3 separate regions of the Mus musculus genome follow, and regions 1 and 3 are each linked to region 2. The links are chromatin contacts, called in public Hi-C and HiChIP or PLAC-seq maps. All regions are on one chromosome and are shown on one strand. Each heading gives the region's core, a stretch centred on a gene start, on an enhancer-like site or on the middle of the called end of the contact. The rest is flanking DNA. Distances are from core to core; before and after follow the strand shown. Region 1 overlaps Cpne4 (copine IV). Region 2 holds the start of Cpne4 (copine IV). Region 3 overlaps Cpne4 (copine IV).

Region 1 (3,249 bases), core at 740-3,239, 360 kb after region 2:
TAGGAGGGATGCTGGGTAACTCAGATCCTCATTGGCTTCAGATTCCAAAGGGCAACAGCATCCTGTCCACATGAAGATAAAAGGAGTGGTCCACTCACCACTCGGAATTAACATGCATGGTTGCCTCTCAGGGGAGCCATTATCAGAAAGTTGCAAGACGGGCATTGTCTTAGTGACTGACTGGTGCTAATGACATGTCCAATTTCTATCTCTACCTCTTATGAAAAACAAAGTTATTTGGGGACAACCTCTGGAAACTCTTATTCATGCTGAGGGGGGTGGGGGAAGGATGGGATTTCTGATTGGATTTCTTGGTAGAAACTCCTTTTCAAGGTGCCAGAGAGCTGCAGCTTCCGGTATGGGTGGCGATTACCAATTCTACTTTGAGCAGTGCTCACCTGTCCCAGAAAGATAACTCTTTTCCTTGGGCCACGAATAAAATATCACCTCGTTTGGCATTTTGTCACTGGGAGCCATTGAGTGGGTAAAAGAAAGGTTTAGTAAAGATGAATGAATAAAAGTATAAATAAGGATCCCTCCGTGGGATTTCGAGATCTCTGTGGTCTCTGTAGGAACAAGAGCATGTATGAAATGATAGAGTCATAAGATATAGTCAGATGGAAAAGAGGAAGAGACAGAACTAAGGAATGGTGGAGGAAAGAAGAAAAGAAGCAAGGGTAAACATAGAAGGGAGGACCAGTTTCTTAGCATCTTCACAGCTGATCTATTGGTACTGTACTATAGAGAGTAGTTAGTGTTTCTCTCTCTAACTCTCTCTCTCTCTCTCTCTCTCTCTCTCCCTCTCTCTCTCTCTCCCCTTCCCTCTCTCTTTCCCCTCCTTCACTCCTTCCCTGTCTCTCTCATCAATTTGATAAACCAAAATATATTTAGACATTGAAAAATGATCCCTAGAGGGTAAAGTCATTTTTAACTTAATTAAAAGAAAATATTTCTGCATCAAGTATCTATTGTTATATAATGTATTACTCTACACACACACACACACACACACACACACACACACACACACACACACACACACACACACACACGTGTGGTAGTTTGAGGTAGTAAATGTGTTTAGCTTATAACTCTGTGCATGGGCAAACAGGGTGGTTCATAGACAATCTAGGTGATTCTTAGGTATTCTTGGTCTCTGTGAGGCACTCATGGTCTGCTGCCCATGAATGGGTTGACTTCTAGGGGTTGGTAGGCAGTGCATGTGTGTGTGTGGGGGGGGGGGTGTCTTAGTCCTTGTCATCAGTCCTTGCTGGTACAGTCCAGTATTCTCACACTCCTGACATTTCCACAGTGCCTAAAAGACTTGTTGAAATAGGAATGGTTGAGCTTCACCTGCAACCCCAAGTTTCAGATTCAGGGGATACAGAATAGGCATAAGAATCTGCATTTTTGTCAAGCTTCCCAATGGGAGTCATGCTCCTGTTCCAGTGACCATGCTTTTTGAGATTAAGCGTCGGCAGCTTTCACTAGTTTCCACTCTACCCTTCTCCGCTCCTCTTTACTGGCTTCCTCCCTGCCACCCTCTCTCTGTGCAGTGCTCAGACCCAGGCTGCACACCCTGCACATGCAGGAGAAATGACAGTCAGCTCTCTGCTTTGGAGGCTATCCTTATTCTTCTGCCTTTCCTTGAGCACACTGCTTGCTTCTGAGTCTCTTCAATCTCCTCCCCCTTGCAGAACGCCTTCCTGGTGGCGCTAACATTCATGGGGTGCTTCCTAGCCTTATTTACCAATACTTTCTTAGCCCTTGTAGTGGGCAGTGAGTGTGGGCGCATGCGTCTGAGTATATGCATATGTGTATTGTTCTTTGGGTGATGTCAACCTTCAAAAAACAAAACAAGGTCTCTCTGGGGACCAACCCCAAATCCTCAAAGCGCTTTGCAGAATGCGCTGTCTCATCAGTTCACAAGCTTCCTGCAGATGTCTCTGTCTTCCCGGCTGACGCTGCTTCTCCACACAGTCAGCATCTGTTCCCTGTGCATCCAGACATCTACCACATCCAGGCCCTGCCTGGAGTTCCTGCAGTAACGGCTTCTGGCCTTAACCTGTGCCAGGAAAGCTGCTCTAATAGGGAGGTTGGCAGGCTAGGCCTAGCCCCATTGTGAAGAGGCTTCCCTACCTCCCACTGCCGAGGGGGCCCTGCAGTGGCACTCAGCCGCTCACTGTAACGTTGGCTCTTCTGAAAGGTGGGATGGGTTCTTATGCGGCCTTTTATTTATATTCTTTGGTTCTTTTGCTTCGAGAGCAGCCATGAAATTCTAGTATGGCTTCTCCAAATACTGCAGTGCCAAGCTGCCAGACCAGAGCTCTAATCATATGGGTGTCATCTTCCCAACCAACAATATTGAAAACTGGAATGTCCTAAACCATCTATCAGGCTAGATTTTAAATCCTAACTTGATAATGAAGGCTTTCGTTCCAAAGCATCCTTTCAGTGTCTTTCTTAGTGACGCAGCATCTACGTGAACATCAACGTTAAGTAGCTAGCAGCTTCTCCATTTGTTTGTTTTCCTCTCCATGATAAAAGTCAAAACAGTGACTGGATGACACTTTTGAAATTGATTTATGTATTCAATATGAAAGTATTTAAGTACACAGGCAGTTTAAAGAGTGCTGAGACCTTCTCCCCTCCCCCTCCCCCTCTCCCACCCCCATACCATCCCACAGCTTCGGAAATCATTACTCATGGCCAGCTTCCTGTCATCACGCCCTGATGTTCCCTGTCACTCACACCGCTGGGCCATCTTGAACCGAGGTGAGCAGGCAGAAGGCCCACAATGCTCTCAGGTGCCCCTCCCCCAAGTTTCTCTGAGTCCTTTTAAAAGAATAGATGTCTTGAATCAGATCAAATACTTATGTTTTTGCTACATCATAAGATGATGATGTTCTAAAGGCCTGTGGTAAGCTACTATAGAAAGCCATAAAGGGGCAGGGTAAAGCCTGAGGCCAAGCAATAGTATGCCATGGTGTTATTTAGCAACCACATTTCCTGATGTGAAAATACTCCAGGATGTACCACCAAAGGATGAAGGACCTTCCAGTAAACACAACCAGAAAACTCTCTCATGCCCAAGACTGTTACCTGGAAGCATTTAATGCCATTAGATACCTTGCCACCTGCGCATATCTGCCTCTCTGCTAGTGATTTGCTAACCTCTGAAACAGTTGGATTTTCTGTTCTATGTGTGTGTGTGTGTGTGTGTGTGCGTATGTGTGTGTGTGTGTGTGT
Region 2 (3,063 bases), core at 526-3,025:
GTCCAACACAAACTTCATCTCTAGGGTTAGATGCTACTGAATAAAATCTAGGAGGAATTAACAAACATATTGTGGATTTTACTTTCCCAGAATGCATCCTTCTTTCCCTAGGAGGAAACCCTGAGTGTTCCTGGGAGGTCAGTCCTTCCAGCTGTAGTCTGTGTGACTCAGATGAAGCCCCAGTCTGTTCCCAGGAGTACTGTGAACACATTTCCTGCTCCAAACACCAGGACCTGTCCTTTATTGTAACCTCACAAGCCAAAGCCCCAATAATGATTAGCTTGCGCATAATCACATGACCTAAGTGTTCTCAGTCAAGGCAGACCATGGATTTGTGTGTAAGCTCCATGATACAGCTAGATTCTCTCAGGGTTATTTTTTCTAGCCTTGTAGCTAATATGGCATCTCAGAACAGCATGTGAGGCGACTGGAATAAGAAAAATGTTGATTTTCTGGAAACTGTTTCTTCTCAAAGATCTTCTCCTTTGATTTCCAGGATCATTTCTGAGCCCCCTTTGCTTTCCCCTGTCATTTCTCCTTCTCTGGCCTTTGAAACTGGGAACTGTGTAGTGGTCTAAAGCTTATAACCAAAGCCTTCACCTTACAAGAGACCTTGTTGGGTAGTACTTCAGCAAGCAGAGAGGGAGACACCTTCCTCCCTTGCCTGGTGTGCTTACCCATCATTTCTAACTCTGTGCGACCCCCAGGTGCAGAGAGATCCTTTTATTCATTTGCTTTATGGATTATAAAGTCTAATTTGATTCTGATCATGGGCATACCCAGGGTGGATTTGGTTCTCCAGTTTATCTACTTCTGCGGAGACAACTAGAAACAGCCTGACGTGCCTCCTCATTGTTTCTTTGCCTGAATGTGACTTCGAATAAATTTGTGACAGAAAAGTCATCACTTCCAAACTACCCCATAAGGGAGAGAGATGTCACTTAGCAGCACTGCAAAGCAAAACATCAAACCCCCTATTTCTTGTGTAAATGCTTTGTAGTGTGTTCAAAGTGTTTTATAATATGTGACAATGGTTACTCCCTAAATAAGACCTATAGTTTTTGGTTTGGGCTTTTTGAGACAGGGTCTCTAACCTAGGGCGGTTTCAAACTCCCTTTGTAGTTGAGGGTAACTTTGCCTTTCTGAGCCTTCTGCCTCCACCTCCCAAAGTCTGGGGTTTCAGGGATGCAATGCCATGTACAAATGTACAAATGCCTGGCTTTGTACAATGTTACGGTTTGAATGCAGAACCCTCTACATGTTAGGCCAGTGCTCTAACAACTGTGGTTCAACCCCAGCCAAAAACTTTATTTTAAAACATACATTCCCCAGGTATGGTGACGTGTTTGTATTCAGGAAAATATTCTGATATGAAGAGAAAAATAGCTGTTCACTCATTTAATCATGCATTTATTGACATGTAGGTACCAAAATAAGTATTCAATGTCACCCCCATTTTTAGTGAGAGTTGAGCGAATCAAGAAGTTTTCTTGAATGTATGCAAAAAAAAGTATAGCCCTTATTCTCTCCTCTCAGCTCTTGTGGTTTCACTGCTTTATCATAGAATAAGGAGAAATTAATCACGTGCCTCTCAGGAGCTGGTGGGAATTGCAAAGCTGAGCAGGGAATCAGGGCTGAGGGCGCGGCAGGACCATGGAGAGCGCCAGGGCCGCGACCAGGGCGGGGCGTCGCTGAGTCCCCGGAACCCCCCAGGGGGCGCTCGAGAGGAGGCTTAAGAACTAGTATCTTGCTGGGCTGCTGGGCGCAAGGGTTTCGTCAGAAGGTGGAAATCTCAGCTAGAAGCTGCCATCTCCTGGCTCTCACCCCTCCCTCCCTCCCTTCCTCCTTTCCTTCCTCCCTCACTCCTCTGCTCCCTCCCTCCTTCCCCAGTTCCTTCCTCTTTACTCAGCGAGTTCCTGAGCCCAGCAGCTCCTTCCACGCCGTTCACCCTCTCCCCCAGCCCCCAGCCCCCAGCCCCAAGAATGGAGTCGGGGTTTCCAGAGCGACCAAACTCTCCTCCCAGCATCTTTATCCTCCTCGGCTGTTGCTAAACTACCCCCAGTGGACCAAAGAGGGGGGAGGGAAGCCCGACTCTCCTAAGACCTCTTTACAACTACATCACCCAGGACCTCCACTCCAAAGGCGGATTTTGCATCCTGGGGGCGTGACAGACCTGTCCCGGGCTGAATTCTCTTTCTAGTCTCTGAGGCTGGCACACCCAGGTGAGTAGATGCTAACTCTGAGTCCTGTGTTCTTGCAAACTCGTCAGGGCTGCTGCGTAGCCAGACCAACTTTTGAGAAGCTCTGGGTTTTCGCCCAGCCTGGCTTGTTTGTCATTGCTGTTGTTCTGAACAGCGGCAGGAGCAGCAGTCCTTAAAGGCAAAAAAACTTTCAGCCAAAATACCTGCTTTTCCCGCATAACTCTACTCGCCCAGGTGGAGTGGTAGGGAGGCCCCAGGCGGGACGACAGAGGGAGGGCTAGGTTAGGCTCTGGAAGTCCTGCGGGCTTGAGGGAGGATTATTATTGTTTTAGAAATGAGAAGGGGGATGGGACCATAGTCGGGGCTGGAGTTGCTGCTTCCCATTTGACAGCAAAAAAGGTGTGGGGCATCAGTAGTGTTAGCCAATGGCTTGATCCTCTGCTGTTTGAATTCGGCTTCTGCAAGAGGTTCTAATAATATTTAACTGCGTCCATGACACCGAGGCTCACAAGTAACCCATAGTCTTGCTCGCGGCTTTATTTGGCTCGGTCTCCAACATTTTTTTCTTTTTGTTAAATGAAATAGCAGGGTGGTAAAGGAGGAACTGGAAGTACTGGGAGTCGCGTCTGACTAGAGAGCTAAAACTCGGTATCACGTACTACGAAGGATTGCTAGAACTCAATCCAAGGGAGTCAGAAAGTGGTCCACACTGAGTTGAGCTGAACAGCAATGGGTGGGAGTGGACAGAATCCAAGGAATAGTCTTAGGAAGATGAACTCCATCTTCCTCTTAGTGTAAGTGGGCTTGGGGTGGGGGTGGGGGCTAACCTCATTATGCATTCCAGATTCTACTGGGGGGGGGG
Region 3 (3,192 bases), core at 671-3,170, 310 kb after region 2:
GATACGGTGTTAGCAGATACTCCTGACAGTGACAGTGAGTAGCACCAAAGTGGTCAGCGAGCCCGGAATGATGCAGGTTTTCATTTGTGGAAGGCGATCTGTTGAGCTTACCATGTTTGAATGAAGCAAAGGATTGTTTAAAGTTCTCTGGAGATGAAGGCCACCCTACTTCATTGTCTTTCAGAGAAGGGAATGAACTTGACGTCTTCACATTGTCAACAAAAGAAAAGAAAAAAAAAAAGAAAAGGGAAAGAAGAAATGATATACTTAAATTTAAAAAATAATAAAAAAGTCTATTTTTTGAAAAAAAAAAAAGCCTTTCTTTGTTGAGTGTCCTCCGGTGCATTTTCCCTGAGTGCTGGGGGTGGGGAGGTGGGGAAGGGGCACGCCAAGGGCCTTTACAGCTTACAAGTTGAAACACTGAAGGAGAGCGTTCTTTCTCTTCCCCTCAAAATATCTGCTCTCTCAAGTATGAGCAAGCAAAACAGAAAAACCACTACCACGTTCCCTCTTGACATCTGTGGTGGTAAAAGGAGGTGTTTTTTGTCATGTATAGCTGAGGCAGGCAAAGAATGGCTAGATGTCAGCTGGGAGGATGACACAGCCGGTGTGTCCCAGGTGGCTCCTTAAGGCTTGAGTATAAGCGCTGTGCGCTGTACTGTTTAATGGATCCTCAATGGCCTCAAGCATTCTCTCTCAGTGCTCCCAGGTTCTCTGTCCAAAGACAAACTCTTCCCACTCTCAAAGCCCCATTTCTTCATCTACCAATAGAGAGAGCCGTATTGCTGAGCCTTGGCAATATTGTGAGGGTTGGTCTGGAGGGATAGCTCAGTTCATGCAAGCATAACAGGATAACCTGAGTGAGATCCTCTCTGAACCATTGGAGGAGAGGAGCCTGAGTGCGGGACATGAACTTGTAATTTTAGCACTGGGAAATGGAGGCTCAGGAGCCAACCAGTCTAGCCCAGCTGGTGAGCTTCAGGCCAGCGGGAGACCCTTTCTCATAAAACAAAGTGGACAGCTGCCTGAGAAAATGGCATTCAAGGTTGTCCTCTGGCCTCCATATCCATATGCATGTGCACATGTGGAACTCTCAGGTACACATGTCTATATATACACCTGCACACACAAATATTCACCTATGAACATACATGCTCACATATGATTACCCACACAATCAGTGAGTCAATACATAAAAAATGCTGAGCTGAGACCCTGATATAAAGAAAGCACTTGGATTGTTGTTGAAGATGTCTGAGTGCCGTTATTCATGTGGTGAGGATCTAGGGAAAGATGGGAAGGGTCAGCCTCGTCAAGGGAAAGGAAGAGTTATAAAGAACAAGTTCCCATGACCTGGGCAGCCACCAATACTGAAAGTATAATTTCAGTTTGTTAGTGATCTCATTTCATCCAGGGATTCAAGGTACACATTGGCTCATGTGAATGCTTGCCCTAGCATCAGTTCTTTTAGGATAATTTGTGTGTGGTGGGGGGAGGATGGTTTTAAAACAGAATGTTGAAGCCTGAAAAGTTGGCACACTCCTTTAATTCCAGCAATAACTAGAGACAGACGACTCTCTCTGAGTTCGAGACCAGCCTGGTTTAAAAGAGTGAGTTCTGCAACAGCCAGGAATACACAGAAAAATCCTGACTGGAAAAAACCAAAACCTAAACCAAACCAAACCAAACCAAATAAACAAACAAACAAACAAAACAAACAAATAAAAACAGAATGTTGCAATAATCTGGGTAGTTATTCCAACCCTTAACCCTTATCTTACTAGAACTAAAGCCCACAGGAAACAAATGAAGTGAATTCACCAGAACTACACAGGAAATCACATGTGCAGCCTGTTCCCTACCCCATTCCCCAAAGCCCTAGGCTTCCACAGGTGCTTGGGGGGATTTGAGTTTGAGATGTGCCTACTCTGCCATGAACAGCCGGACTTTTGCTTTACAGAAAGAAAAGCTGCAGCCCTCAGCAGGCTAGGAACTGGCAGACTGTGCAGTTGGGTTCAAGCACAGCAAGTGACTGACTGCACAGAGCCAAAAAAAAAAAAAGTGCCCAATGAGGCCATGGAAGGTTCATGTCCTCAGAGAGGCAGAGCTGTACATTCTCAGCAGATGGGAGAGGGGGGTGAGTCACAAGGACACAGAGTGATCAGAAAGCTGTGCTTTCCTTCTGGGTTCCTAGGAACTCGGAGAGCATCCTACCCCAAACTAGACGCACAGCTAAGCCATCTTGTGCTACACCCTACCAAGGGTTCACCAGAAAAGACAGGATACCTCACCACCTACAAGAGTGAGCTGCCCCTTGCCCTGGCAATTTCATGTCCCTTCTTCTTCTGTTGTTTATTCACTCATTCACCCATTTCTAGATGTCCACCTCTCTTCACACACCAAAGGCAATGAATGATCCTAAGGAACAAAGATGACTTCCTCAAGCTGCAGGGTTAGGGAGTTACTATCCCTTACCACCTCAGGACCCAGAATTGAGAGACACTGGCCGCTACTGTTACTGACATTAAACAGTTCAGAGAAATGAGAGCAAGAGGACAGGAACATTGTTGAGAGCCACACCGACCTTTATGGTTCTTTCCATTTATTCTAGTAGCTAGTTCATCACTAAATAGTATACATTAGAAAGCAGTATTAGTGCAAAGCCAAGTTGGAGTTGACTTTGGTAGTGTTTGGTGGACCCTTTTCTCTTTCAGTTAAATTTGTTTTATGGTTTATACAGAAGGAATATAGATGACCTGTAAACATTTTTTTTGTACAAACATGACATTAGTTATCCTCCCTCAGAAAGGACATTTGCTTTAAGAATATGATATAGGGACTGGAGAGTTGACTCAGCAAGTAGGAACACTTGCTACTCTCAGAGAGGGCCTGAGTTCATTTCTTAGTACCCATGTTGGGCAGCTCACAACCTCTTGTAACTCCATTTTCAGGGGATCCAAGATCCTGTTCAGTACACACATAATTAAAAACAAAATAAATCTTAAAATCAAAAGACCTCAGCATGGCTCTCTGAAAAATGTTGGAGTGACTGCCAATGTCTTAAAGGCAGAATCGTACAAAGTCAGCACCCAGGGGCATCCCCACCTGGCCAGTATTCCTTCTGTGTTCAGTCATATTGAACATAAACATTGCCTAAGTTCTTAGAGGCATTTTCTCTTTTCTATGGGTCAG

Evidence for each region. HiChIP or PLAC-seq counts read pairs in DNA pulled down with a chosen protein or histone mark. Hi-C and Micro-C count contacts between places; a contact is called where the count stands out from the background.
Region 1: a Hi-C map of cerebral cortex shows a contact between it and region 2, with 4 times the contacts expected there. The contact joins the enhancer-like site here to the promoter of Cpne4 in region 2. A contact is called at or near these places in 1 of 39 promoter capture datasets (embryonic stem cells), 1 of 484 Hi-C or Micro-C datasets (cerebral cortex) and 3 of 9 other capture datasets (adipose tissue, embryonic stem cells and liver).
Region 3: a contact with region 2 is called in a CTCF HiChIP or PLAC-seq map of large pre-B cells, with 5 times the contacts expected there. The contact joins the enhancer-like site here to the promoter of Cpne4 in region 2. A contact is called at or near these places in 3 of 39 promoter capture datasets (the C10 cell line and embryonic stem cells), 1 of 15 datasets of contacts at CTCF or cohesin (large pre-B cells), 12 of 484 Hi-C or Micro-C datasets (B cells, the C10 cell line, the HPC-7 cell line and 5 more), 2 of 115 datasets of contacts at active chromatin or transcription factors (forebrain and large pre-B cells) and 1 of 9 other capture datasets (pancreatic islet).

The regions. Positions count from the first base shown.
Region 1 is chr9:104,927,027-104,930,275 of GRCm38.p6, forward strand. The region is part of intron 7 of Cpne4 (copine IV); the gene reads left to right. Among named protein-coding and RNA genes, the nearest start is that of Mrpl3, 120 kb to the right of the region's middle. Within about 2 kb of position 1,990, at least 3 of the 459 cell types and tissues checked have an H3K27ac peak or open chromatin away from gene starts, as enhancers often do. A contact at or near this core is called in cerebral cortex, where this site is marked.
Region 2 is chr9:104,567,880-104,570,942 of GRCm38.p6, forward strand. Cpne4 (copine IV) reads left to right here and starts at 1,776. Exons shown (of 16, transcript NM_028719.3): 1 at 1,776-2,222.
Region 3 is chr9:104,878,206-104,881,397 of GRCm38.p6, forward strand. The region is part of intron 3 of Cpne4 (copine IV); the gene reads left to right. Among named protein-coding and RNA genes, the nearest start is that of Mrpl3, 170 kb to the right of the region's middle. Within about 2 kb of position 1,921, at least 2 of the 459 cell types and tissues checked have an H3K27ac peak or open chromatin away from gene starts, as enhancers often do.